2 separate regions of the Drosophila melanogaster genome follow, and region 1 is linked to region 2. A link is a contact called in public Hi-C data. All regions are on one chromosome and are shown on one strand. Each heading gives the region's core, a stretch centred on a gene start, on an enhancer-like site or on the middle of the called end of the contact. The rest is flanking DNA. Distances are from core to core; before and after follow the strand shown.

Region 1 (6,467 bases), core at 2,702-5,201, 400 kb after region 2:
GGTCTCCAGTTCCTTCGAACGGCTTTCCGGGGTGAGAGATCTGCCTTCCTTTGCAGCCTTGAGTTCCTCCTCTAGCTCAGCAACCCGCTGTCTAAGGCTTGTTAGCTCCTCATCCTGGCTTTGACTTCTTTGCAGCTCGGAGTTTAGAGCCAACCAATCTCCGCTGTTGCTGGCATCGCTCTGCTCTCCTTCGGTGCACTTGCGCTGTTTCCCCAAGCGAGGGCTCTCCTCTGTTAGATGTGTTTTGCTCGGCGAATCCCCACGCCTTTTGGTAGCCGTGGCCGCCGACTCCTGGTCCTCTTGTTTCTCCTGTTTTTCTTGCTTTTTAGCCTTGGTTTTCGAGCGAATTAGTTCCACATTTAAGCTCTCGATTTCGATGGTCAGTTCGTCAGTCTTGTCACGCAGCTGGGCGTTCTCCATTTGAAGAGCAGCCAGCTTCTCCATTAGCTGGAGCATCTCCTCCTCCTTGTCCTCGCTATGCCTTCTCGGTCGCAATGGACTGTGCTCCGGGGTGCCACCAATGCTGCTCGACGTTTGGGCCAGTTCCTGGTTGAGCTTAATGTTCTGTTCGAGAAGCTCTGTGATTTGGATGTGAGCCTTTTGCTGCTCCGACTCAAGCTCCGTGTTCTCAGTGCGCACCAGTTCAAGTTCCGTTCTCAGACGGATCTCCTCCTGCTCAAGCGATTTAAGCTGTGCCTCCAGCTTTCCCGTCATGCTGGTCCAGTGATCGCGGTCATTAGTCATCCGCAGCGTTATTTCACGCACCATGCTGGCGTGTCTTTGCTCCAGCTGCTGCACCTGCTTCTTGGAGTTATCCTCCAGCGACGCATGCCGCTCATCCACTTCCACGGCAAGCAAAGCCACCCTTTGGTTGGCCGCCTTATTATCGGCCCTCAGCTTGAGGTTCTCCTCATGCTGCTGCCTATAGGCAAGTCTGTAGTTGCCCAACTCGGTGGCCTGCAGAGCAGCCAGAGCGCGCAACATATTCGATTGCTCGTGATCCCCATCGATGCCCCGCAGCTCCTCCTCCAATGCCTTAGTTAGCTGCTGCAGGTTCACCTCCTCCTCCTCATCGAATCCCAGGACGTGAAGTAGGTTGCGAGTGTTGGGAATGCTGGCCAGCTCCCAGGCTTCCATAATGCTATGCACTGAGATCGTCTCCAATTGCTGCGGCGTCACGGTGTCTGTAAATCATGGCAATTAACAATTAGCGTGGGACGAATGAGATTGGCTTCGCTGTTGTATATACACATTTATTATACATATAGCCCAAGATACCAGGTGGGTGTGGGATTGGATTGGGATTGGGAGTGGGGAAGGGTGTGTGTGTGTGTCGATGGTGTAAGCAAAAGCGCCGAAAGTTTGTTATTTCTCTATATCAAATGGCTTTTCGAAATGAGAAATTTTTGGCGTGTTATTTTAAGAGGTAGAAACTAATAAATCAAGAAAATAGAACAAATTATAAGTAAATATCCTTTCTAACTGAAATTGATTTATATGAAATCCTTAATTAAATTGATTGTCAATGCATTACAGCATTACTAAGGGTTGAAAATGTAGGATATGTGATTATACGAGTAAATAGAACGAATCAAATGTGCGGCTACATAGGGTGCGATTAGATACCGAATGACTGGGTTGGGGATTCGGTGGGTGTGAGGGTGTTGACAATTGCTTCAGAGCGCACAAACCTTTGCAGCATGACCAACGGCCGCCGTGGTAGCATCTCCAGTGCTCGGACGACGGTGCGGGATTGGTGGCCAGGCGATGGCCTACGGTGTGTACCGACAAACAAGTGTTTTGCTTTTAACATTGCTTCAAACGTAATTTTGGCATTTTGGGCTAACAACAACAGAGGGTGGCAGGGACAAGGGGGATCGGCTAGCCAAAGCTGGTCTGGCCAGAGGAAACTTACCCAGTGATTCCACGCTGCTGCTGTGCTGCGCCTGGCTCTGGATGGAAAGCTGTTTCAACTTGGCCGCTGCCGTCGGTGATGTAGTGGCTCCCGTGGTGTTGCTGTTCATCTTCCGGCGTGCTGGCAGTGAAGCACAACGCTTCAGTTTGCTCCCGCTGGTGTGGACGGACCGCAGACGCCGGCTGCCAGGAAGATCGCTCTGGGACGAGGAACGTTGCACCTGTGTGGTTTGGAAAAATAAGATGCTTATGATGATCATGATGTATATTTAAGATAATTTGTTTGCTTTGGTAGTGCTACTTAGGCATGCTCTACTGTATCAGCAATAATAACGATTAAACAAAATCTGTTTACTATGCAATTTTGCATACATAACCAGAAGTTGTATCGCCACTTCGTACGTGACTTGACAAACGACACTCACCTGAACTCCCAGCTCATCGCATCCGTTGAGGCTTCGCTGATTTTGCTGCTGCTGCAACTGGTCCTCGTCCGTATTGTCCGAGTCCGTGACGGATAACTCGTAGATTCCCTGCTGTGGCCTAGACCGGCGACCGTATTTCTTGGTGCCCACGACGAGTTTGGGTGAAACCTCGCGATCGGAAGACTCCGGCGGACTCTCGATGTATGTGTTGTTTAGCGGCTCATCCGTAATCACCAGTGAACGCTCTGGAAGATTCAATAGATATAAGTTAGCAGAGAACTGGAAGAGTTGTATGGATCTTAGGTGGCTACCAAAACGAGCGGCTAGCTTCTCAATTATCGGATCTGTTAACTGACCGCCGGATCGGCGGTAATACAATCGTGTTCCCATTTTGATTTAGACTAAACTGCCCAGGTGAATGTGTCGCGTATTTATACAGGACATTGTAACCATCTACCTGATAAGGATCATGCAGGATCAGGTAGTCGAGAACAGTTGGGAGTCGTAAAAAAGTGTCAATTGCATCTATGATTTTATGATCGCCAGCTGCCGCCGTGCTAATCCGCGTGCTGATTATGATATTCGTACCCTAAGGTGTCCTAAATTTGCCCAGAAGTTTCCAAATCAGATAAGCGGAGGTTTGAAGTAAATGTGCATAATCCTTGCAAATTAGCACGTAGATGGTAGCACTTCTTTGAGTATTAAGTAATGGCTTTGTTCATCTATAGACTGCTAGAAATGTGTTCATTAGATCAGTGTTTTATTAATAGGGAAACCCACACGGTTCCAAATCCGTGTCAAAATTGAATTACTATCTCTAATAAGTGGCTGGCAAACATTCCGTAATTATCTGATGTTGCTTGATGGGTAATTAAAGCGCAATTACAGATAAAACGTATGTTGTTTTATGCGAACCTGTCGCGTTAGCTTATAGCAAATATTATCTTTATACTATATAAGTTAATCTATAGCGTGATCGATTCTTTGTGCTATCTCACCAATGAAACCCGATGACGTATTACCATCGAACTCGGAGCCCAGGAAGTTGAGTAGCGCCTCCTTGAACTGGCCAAAGGACACGCCCAGCTGATGGCTGCCGCCCAGGCTGGCGATCAGTGCGGATCCCTGATCCCGGAGCTCCAGCAGTGAGCAGAGCTTCAGCAGGGACTTCTCGTCCAGAAGTCCACACTGCGTCTCGCAGCTGCGGAACATTTGGTAGAGCTTCTGCTCGTACGGATCGGCGGATACCTCCATTATCCGTAACCCGGGGAATTCAGTTTGCTGCCGTTCCAATCGATCGGCTGCTCAATTGCGTTTTCACTTCGCTTTTTTTTTCTTGGGGGGAAAATCCACAAACGCAGTCAGGGGTCGAAAACAAGAAAAGTGAAATATCGGGGTCTATGTGCGTGGGTGGCGGGGGAATCACGCGTGTTTTTTGGACAGCAGGCTGTTTGAGGGGTTACTAATACTACTAATCTATGATATGCACTTCGGAACGCAACATAAACACTCGCGGGTTTGCGGTTTTTTTGGGAATAGCGTAATTTCTAGCGAGTTGATAAAAAACAATAATGCAGTAATAGCGAGCACGGTGGCGCGCTCTGGAGGGCATTAAGCAAACTTGCATCGGAGGTGGCACTATCGTGGACCATTGTTCCTATCGTTATACAACTATCGTTTAGGATTTGAATATTTATATTACAAAATAAATAGATAACAAGGGAGAACGTAATGCCATATAATAAATCGCTAACTTTACTTGGAAAGCTTCAGCTCCAACCAGACCCCTTATTAAAGTAGAAAACTTGACATAAATTGAAATCATCCGATTAACATGTTGTTTTCCAATAATAGATTATAATTATACAAAAAGTATATCAAATAGGAAGTGCTTCATAGCACACACACATATATTGTGCGTCATTCAAACTACAATAATTTAAAACAAAGAACCCTATAGTTTTATTAATAAAATTGAACTTTGGCAACAAATAAATAAATAAAAAGTAAAGTTGTACAAAAAATTGCTTTTGTTTAAAAATTCCCAACAACACGTTTCTATCGCACTATCGATAACCTTGTGCATAGCCATCGTCAACAGTGACAGCCAATGGTTCTATCGATTGTTTGGCAGCACTAATAAATTCCATTTGCAAGCTGAAAAGCAAGAAAAAATACAAAATATCTTTGAGCATTGCAAACTGTTGAAAAATCCAACTGAAAATCATGTGTATGTGCCACCAGTGACAGCCGAAGACGCCGAGGGATTAACTGAGTTAGTGGACCCTAACCAGTCCAATCGGCAAGGGGCACTACATTCCGCAATCCGAGACTTTTTGGTGGTGACCCGTAGAAACCACAGTCTCGCATTCATTTGTTTGCATTACGGCGCAGCGGGATCAGAGGATTCCGCGTCCGGCCGAGATGGCCATGCACTCGTACATGCGCCAGGGATCGGGTTCCGGAGGAGGAGCAGGAGCAGTCGCAGCTGGAGCACCGCCGCTGGCCAGCCCGGACGAGATGCACGGCTTCCTGAACGACAAGCAGGCTTGGGAGCACGCCATATCCCTGTACCAGGGTCCTGATCCACTCGATCATTGGTACAACTACATCTGCTGGTACGAGAATCACGCGCAAAGCGATCCGGAGCTAAAGTACCGCGAAACTCTGGAGCGCTGCCTGACGGTGTATGAGCACAATGACTACTATCGCCAGGATGTCCGTTTGGTGCGGCTGTGGCTGAAGTACATAGCCATGCAAACGGATCCACTCCATTTCTACCAGGTGCTTTTTCAGCGAGGAACTGGTCGCCAGGTGGCCGCCTTCTACATTGGATGGGCTGCCTATTACGAGTCTCGCGAGGAGTATAAGGATGCGGAGGCGGTGTTTAACTTGGCCTTCCAGGAGAAGGCGCAGAGCACTTCCGAGCTGCAGCACGCCCACACCAAGTTCGCCTATGCCAGGTCTCTTTTTTACCAGCGGCAACAGCAGCAACAACAGCAACAACAGCAGCACCAGCAACATCCCCCGCAGGATGCACTGCAGCAACTCACGAACTATGCACAGCAGCAGATGCCACAGAGCTATAATCAACACCGTCCCCAGCCATATCAGCAGAATGTCTATCAGCAATATCATCCGCAGGCGCAGGCACATCAAGCCCCACAGCCTCATCAGCCGGCGCCACAACAGCAACTGCCGCCAGAACAACAGGTCCCCTATCAGACACACTACCAGGAGCGGCCGCGCTATGAACCACATCCTGCAACTCAGTCCCCAACAGCAATACCACCATCCCAAGTCCAGCAACAATCGCATTATGCTCCTGTGGCAGAGGTGAGCATTAAATTTAATATCAAAGCTACTTGATAAATACTCCTTTTTTGTTTTAGTCCCATTATGCACCAGCCCAACAGTCACAGTTGCCGCCGCAACAAACTACAGTACCGCAGTTGCACGCACAGCAGCCGCAGCAGCAACAAAACGGCAACGGCAATCCACCTCCTCAACAAAGTCCTCCGGTGACAAATGAAGTGGCTGGCCTACGCTTGCCGCGCAATTTCCACGCCTACGGGCGCAACAACCATGAGACATGGAAGCCGGCTCTAACGCTTGAAGAGCCTGATGATCCCTCGCGCGTGTGCCACTATGCCAAGCAGTTGGTATATCCACCAGGAGCAGGCGTCGAGTACAGTCCCGAAGAGATACTAGCCCGCAAGTTTAAGCAGTTAATGGATCAAAAAGCCAAGCCATCGGAGCCGCCAGAACAAGAACAGCAAACTCTTTATGATTCCTACGAAACTGAGAAATCTTACTATATGACTGCTGTGGATGGAGCTCTTTACGGGCAGAACACCAGCAGTGGTCAGGAGAATACAGGTGAGGAAGATGAGGACAATGACGCCGAGGAGGGAGAAGAGGAGGAGGATGGTGGTGAAGAGAACGAGGAAGATGACTCTGATGAAGAGGAGGAAGACGATGAAGAGGAAGAGGAGCATAGCGGACCGTACACAAATGGCGTGCAGTTCAGTGCGCAAACCACTTTCGAGCAAGAAAATCGATCGATTAAGATCAAGTTCAGGAAGGAGCCCAGCAGCACCTACAGTGCCTATACCATAGAGAATGTTT
Region 2 (6,480 bases), core at 922-3,421:
TCTTAAAGCATTGCAACTGAAAGCTTTCCTGGATGCAAAGACACTTAATCTTGTTGAGATTACACTGCGATCTATACTATATCTATCAATATTTTATAAATTCTTCTTTGCACGACAATATCCCATCACTTCTAACTAACTAACAAACTAACTACTATCATTAAAATATCTATAAGATCATCAAATGCCAGTTACTCGACTAGAGCTTTTAAAGTCGCTGTCCAGTAGCTATCATTGCCGGAATACCCAGTCCGTAAGATGCATATAAAATGGATTTACTCTGCTTCGCCTGTGTGTATCTTGCGGTGCATGGCCAGCGTGCCGGGCGTCTTGAAGGTCTTTGGACAATCCGGACATTTGTGCCGGATCTTGTGCGCCAGATCGGCAGGTACCGTTTGTGTGCCGACTAGCACACCCGAACTGGCCGGAGCGGGTACACCGGGATTGGCTTGTATGGCATAGACAGGCACAGAGTTGACAACATCACCACTGTCGCTCAGGCTGAGTGGCTCCTCCTTGATAATGACCTGCGGATGCGACACAATGGCGCCACCGTTGGCGTTCTTGTTTAGCTTGACGGTGAGTGGTGGCACCTTCAGCGCCACCTGGTCGCCGGCGAGATCCTGATCCTGCTGGTGATGGTGCACCTGCTGCTGTTGCGCCTGCTCCTGCATTTCACGCTGCTGCTGCTCCAGCAGTTCCTGCTGCTGCTGCTGCTGCTGTTGTTGTTGTTGGTGCTGTTGCTGATGGTGGTGCTCCGCCTGCAGTTGCTGCTGATGGTGCTGCTCCTCGGGCGTCAGTCTCATATCACGGGGCGCCATTGCCGGCAGCTGATCGTCGGGCGTCACCGCCGCCTCCTGCTGTTCCATAAAGCCCTGCTGTCCGGCAGCCAGCATGGCGGTGGTGCAAATGGAGCCGCACTGCGTGCATTTGTACTCGTTGGGCTGCTGGGTGGCCGAGTGGATGCCATAGATGCTGCACATAAGGCAGCGGGACAGGAAGGCGGGCGTCTGATGGGCCAGCCGATGGTGTTCGTCTAAATCGACGGCGTTGCCAAACTTTTCATCACAATTGAAGCAGGGGTGGCTGAGCTTGGGGTGCTGCTGTGCCTGCGGATGACCGCCGTCCAGCGTGGCAATGGCTCCCTGGGCGTTCAGCGTGATCCCGTGGCACAGCTGCATGTGATCCGCGACGTGCTGCGGTCGCTCAAACTGCTGGTGACACATGGGACAATAGTGCGGCGACACGTGCACATTGGGGTCCATGCTGAGATTGGGCAGAAAGGCTGTCTTCAGGGTGTCCATGTTGGCTATCACGGTGGCCACTTGGTGCGTGGGCGTGGCTGGGGCGGCGGTGGAGGTGGTGGCTGAGGAGGGGGGCGGCGGCGGCGGCGCTGGCGACTGATCCTCGGGGCGTGGCAGACGCTGTTCCTGTGGATTCGTGGTGGACTTTATCATTTCACTTCCGCTGGCGCTTGGAGAGTAATCGCTTCTTTTGGTTTGACTTGGTTAGTGGGCAGGAGCAGGAGCAATTGGCGGTTAAAGAAGGCGATATGCGCTGCAGGAGTAATAAAAATCATAATTACAGGCGGCCACAAGCGAATGTATGTGCAAGCGTGTGGGTGTGTGCTGGTGTGTATGTGTGTGTGTGTTCTTTGAGTCTGGCAGTCGCAAATTAGCAGGAACGAATTCGGAAATCACAAATTCACGAAATCTTCAGTCCCGATCTTCTGCATTTGACCCCCAATGTCCCCCCACAGCGGCTGGCGAAGAAGAGGAAGAAGGAGGAGGAGATGAAGAAGAAGAGGAGCGGGCAGCAGCAGCGGCAATGCGTTCGAATTGAAAATTTTTTTCAGTCTGTCATATTCTAAATTCGGAATTCTATTTTGATTGCTTTTTCGGTCTCTCGTTTTGTTTCCATCTTTCTTACCAGCGCACTGAATATTTACTGCACCTTGTTGTTGCTGGCGGCCGTTCGATTTTGTTGTATTTGGAGCGGGGGTCACGAAAATGCTGGGGCGGCCAATCAGTTTAATAACATTTTCTCCTTTGTACAACAAATAAACGTATATTAACAAAAAAAATTTTTCACTTTTATTATTATTTTTGGCGAAAAATGTACAACTACAACAAAAAGTATCGATTACTGGCATCGAAACTACGATGGCAACGTCGCTCTAGAACTGACGATGTGGCAACGCCCTTGCTAACGATATATTTTTCTGCCTTTTCCTAAAATATGACAAATAAAACGTTTTCTAAGTATGCAAATTAAAGTATAATATAACTTTAACTTAACGTTATAAAAATTGTAAGCAAAGCTTTCGATATTAGGAGTTCTTCTATTTCCAAATTTATCGGGTCTATCGTTCTGCGATAGCTCGATACTTTCATAAGCTGATAATTTCACAACAATTGGAAAAAGGATTGTTTGGAGAAATACAATAGAAATATTATTGCAACAAGGGTTGCAATTGGCTTCCCCTTATATTGGTCATCTATAGTGCCAAAACTGTCACTTGTCCTCCACCGCGGACATATCAGAGTCCACCTGCAACCCGCCGTTGGTCAGGATTTGGACAGAGGCTTGTTTGTAAACTGCCACAATTACCACCGATATAGAACTCGATCTTCTCAAGCCAAGTTCCAATAGGTTTGTGGAATCACAGCACCAAATTGTGATCTATATTGACTCTCTTTCGATTGTGCAGAATGTCGTCGCCATGGGTTAAGACCAGCGAGCCTGTGCAGCAGGTGAATCTGGCGGATATAATGTCGGAGCAATATGCCCACAAGTTGCACGACAAGGAGCTGCAGCGCCACACGGAGAAGCTGAAAAGACCGGACGAACAGATAGCACCCGTTTGGGGGTCGCAAGCCTCATCCCCGCCAGCGCCCAATGCGCAGAGTATCCAAAGTGATGCGGAGGATTGGGAGGATTACTCTGCGCTCCTCAATGACGAAGGAAACGTAGCGGAGGACATTCAGCTGCCGGAAGACAGCGATGCAGTTATTGCCCAGCTGTTGCAGTCCCAGTTCGATCACGAGTACAATGAGGAATTGCGTCGTATCGAGCGGCAGCAAAACAAGCAATCCAAGGTCACTGTTACCCTCAATAAGTTCCTACGTGATGGCGATGCAGAGTTCTTGCACGACACCGCGGAAGATGACTACGAAGAGGATGAATTGGAGCAACAGAAGCACGACTGGGATCGGTTCGAGGACAATGAACGGCAGCTTGACTCCATACCTCGCTGCGGCTTTAAAGTTAACAAGGAGGGCGAGATGATAACAAAGCACGATCCGCAGCTGTGCGCCGTGCGTAATGCCCAGCGCGTGATGTCCTTTCCGCCGGAGTTTCCCACCGGTGATGCTGCCGGTTTCGACATGAAGCTCTCCAATAAGGTTAGAAGCGGTCAGTTTTAAGCGATAATAAGACTTAAACGTACCTTTCAGGTGTTTAACCAACTACGAGCCCATTCTCGACGAGGCCGCTCCGACAAGCACGAGAAAGTGGCCACCGCGGAGATGGGATTGGATGCGGGTACACGTTTGCTGCTGTACAAGCTGATCAATAACCAAATACTGGAGCAGATCAACGGCATTATATCCACGGGCAAGGAGGCGGTCATCTTGCACGCCAATTCCGATGCGAACTATACGGGCAGCAACGAGCATGGTCACCAGAGTGGTGTGCTCGTTCCACCGCAGCTTTTGCCCCGGGAGTGTGCCATTAAAATCTTTAAAACCACGCTCAACGAGTTCAAGCAGCGCGATAGATACATCAAGGATGACTATCGGTTCAAGGATCGCTTTAGCAAACAAAACCACCGAGTGATTATCAATATGTGGGCCGAGAAGGAGATGCATAATCTGATGAGGATGCAAGCCATTGGCCTAAACGTTCCAGACGTTGTTGTGCTGAAGAAGCACGTGCTGGTAATGCGGTTCATCGGTGACAATCATAACGCTGCGCCCAAGTTAAAGGATGCCCGTCTGAGCGACGCGGAGCTGAGTTGCGCCTACGAAGAGATTGTGGCCGCGATGCACAAGTTGTACAATGAGGCGAAGCTGGTGCACGCCGATATGAGCGAATATAACATACTCTGGTTCGAGGGCAAGTGCTGGTTTATTGACGTGGCCCAGAGTGTCGAACCGAAGCATCCCAGTGCCCTGGAGTTCCTGATGAGGGATTGCGGCAACATTGTTAACTTCTTTGAACGACGCGGCCTGCCCAACATTTACACCAAGGAGCAGTTGTTCGAGTTTATTACGGGTCTCAATTCAGAGGTCCACACCGCCGCTCAGCTGGAGCAGATCCACACGCGTGGCGCTTCCATTAGCCAAGCCACTGCTCCGAATCAGGAGGAGTGCCCCGACGAACTGAAACCCTTGGAGTATCCCTTTGAGCTGGCCTGGGAAAAATCACAACAAGATCGCGCTGCTCAAAAGGCTCTGCAGCAAGCGCAGGATAATAACGATAACAAAACCGACACGGATAAGGATCAAGAGACCGATGACAATGAGAATGATAGTGACGACAAGGAAAAGATTAACAAAACTGCCAACCATTGAAACTTCTAAAGTGTGGACTCATTTAGTTTAGTTTTAAATTGATATTAACAGTTTGGTCACAGAGATTCCATAGTAAAAGATATGATGCTTGTAGTCAAGTAACTTGACTATAAAATATCCCTCGAAAAAAAGAATAAATTGTTTTGTTTTTCCACCCATGGAAACCTTTGCTTTGTATTTTAGAACTTATTTAAAATATTTTTTGGGTAACCTTCAACTCTTTTTTTTGTAGTGCGCTCCAATTTGCATTTGTTGCACTCATGTTGTTACGGATATTTCTCCTAATGGCTTTGATCTTGAATCGTTATTAATCAATTAAGATTAATGCAAATGTCAGGCTTCAATGGCCACACGCCCATCTTCCGAATCAGCTAACCCGACAATTGAACTCATTTGGTGCGCAGTTTTCCCCATTAATTGGGAGATTTGTCGGTTCAATCGAATCTCCGATCAGATGATTACGTATAAAAATGCCATACCCAGTGCACACGATTCTGGGTTGTCGATCTGACGGAACTAGTACATCTATCTGTCCGAGAATAGTCTGGATGCGTTTGCGAAACTGGACTTTGCAAAATATTGTAGTTCAAGTGTGACGTCAGAATCCAGTTGCGAGCAGTTCAGTGCGTATACATATATGTATATTGTAAATGATTCTGTTGCGTTCAGTATAGCTAGAGATTCAAAGTCTGCTTTGGCTTACTCTTCCTTATCATTAGGGAACTTTAAAAACAATATATATTTCGCTTAATTGTGTCTGTGTTTTGATTAAATAATAGTTGCAAACAGTTCTAGATTTCTGTGACCCATTTCTTTGAATACTATTTTTAAGGTTAGAGGATCCAAAAACAGCGTTGCATTTTTGGCTTTCAAATCGAAAACCGTTAGATGCGAATTTCCGTTTCCGCCACAGCATCTGCAATTTGAGTTCAATTTCAATTGATTCGCATTCGCTGTTGTTGTGCACCCGTCAATCAAAATGGAACTTTCTTTCGATCATCAGCACACGCTGCAGTGAATCCATCTATTATTTGTTGTTTATTTGCGGCGCTTGCAAGCGGAAAATATTATTTATTTTTGATTTCTGATTGAGTGCAGCCCACTTGACGTTGGCAACAGCAGATCTGAACAAATCGCCTTCTATTAGCGACTCTTGAAATTGTGATACGAGTGCTACAGCACCACATACATATATGCGTAATATACATACATATGTATATATCTGTGGCTATATGTAAGTCGGCGCCCCACACATAGACGCCATTAGGGGGCCCGACTTCGCGTGATGGTGATGCACAGCGTCGAAAGGGAGGGGAACCGAATGGGAGCCAAGTAGCGTGGGGATGGAGGTTGAAAATAGACGCACCAAAAACACGAGTTGGAGCTGCCAACACAGTGCTGTATAAAATATCATACATATGTATGTATGTTCCCCAATAAAACGAAATCATGTGGCGAAATAAATGTGTCATTCGCATTTGAAATCGAAAAATAATAAACACTGTGAAAATGTTTTGAACTTAAAACTTAAGTAGCAAGAATTGTTCTATACATATTTCCTATAGCATCCTTTTAACTTTATGATATTATTATTATTATCTCTATGCGTCAGCAATGATCTTTCAAGTTATCTTGTACAAAGATTTCTAAGAAATTGTACGAATTTCGTGGAATTTCGAAATTAAAGGAGCACTTGAAAACCAGCTTTCATTGTGGGGCAACGAAAAAAGCACGAATAACAAGTCAAAGCAATAATCATAAAGGCAGGCAGAAAGAAGTGTGCAAAAAAAAAAAATGGCCAATGAAGGAAAGCGAAAAATACCAAACAAGGCTATAAACTCAGACATTGCGTTTGGATCATCAATTAAAATGTGCCGGGCATGTAATCAGGCGCACCAACTCGGAT

What was found. Hi-C and Micro-C count contacts between places; a contact is called where the count stands out from the background.
Region 1: a contact with region 2 is called in a Hi-C map of the Kc167 cell line, with 2.3 times the contacts expected there. The contact joins the promoter of Nin here to the promoter of Cf2 in region 2. A contact is called at or near these places in 2 of 107 Hi-C or Micro-C datasets (the Kc167 cell line and the Sg4 cell line).

The regions. Positions count from the first base shown.
Region 1 is chr2L:5,274,597-5,281,063 of dm6, forward strand. Nin (Ninein) reads right to left here and starts at 3,952. Exons shown (of 7, transcript NM_164637.3): 1 at 3,338-3,952; 2 at 2,340-2,584; 3 at 1,916-2,135; 4 at 1-1,184. The coding sequence starts at 3,593. It overlaps Bub1 (Bub1 kinase), which reads left to right and starts at 4,457. Exons shown (of 3, transcript NM_001298693.1): 1 at 4,457-5,675; 2 at 5,732-6,467. The coding sequence starts at 4,764.
Region 2 is chr2L:4,880,936-4,887,415 of dm6, forward strand. Cf2 (Chorion factor 2) reads right to left here and starts at 2,172. Exons shown (of 4, transcript NM_175963.3): 1 at 1,930-2,172; 2 at 280-1,866. The coding sequence starts at 1,457. CG3008 reads left to right here and starts at 2,363. Exons shown (of 3, transcript NM_135027.4): 1 at 2,363-2,652; 2 at 2,711-3,404; 3 at 3,456-4,734. The coding sequence starts at 2,712. The coding sequence ends at 4,574.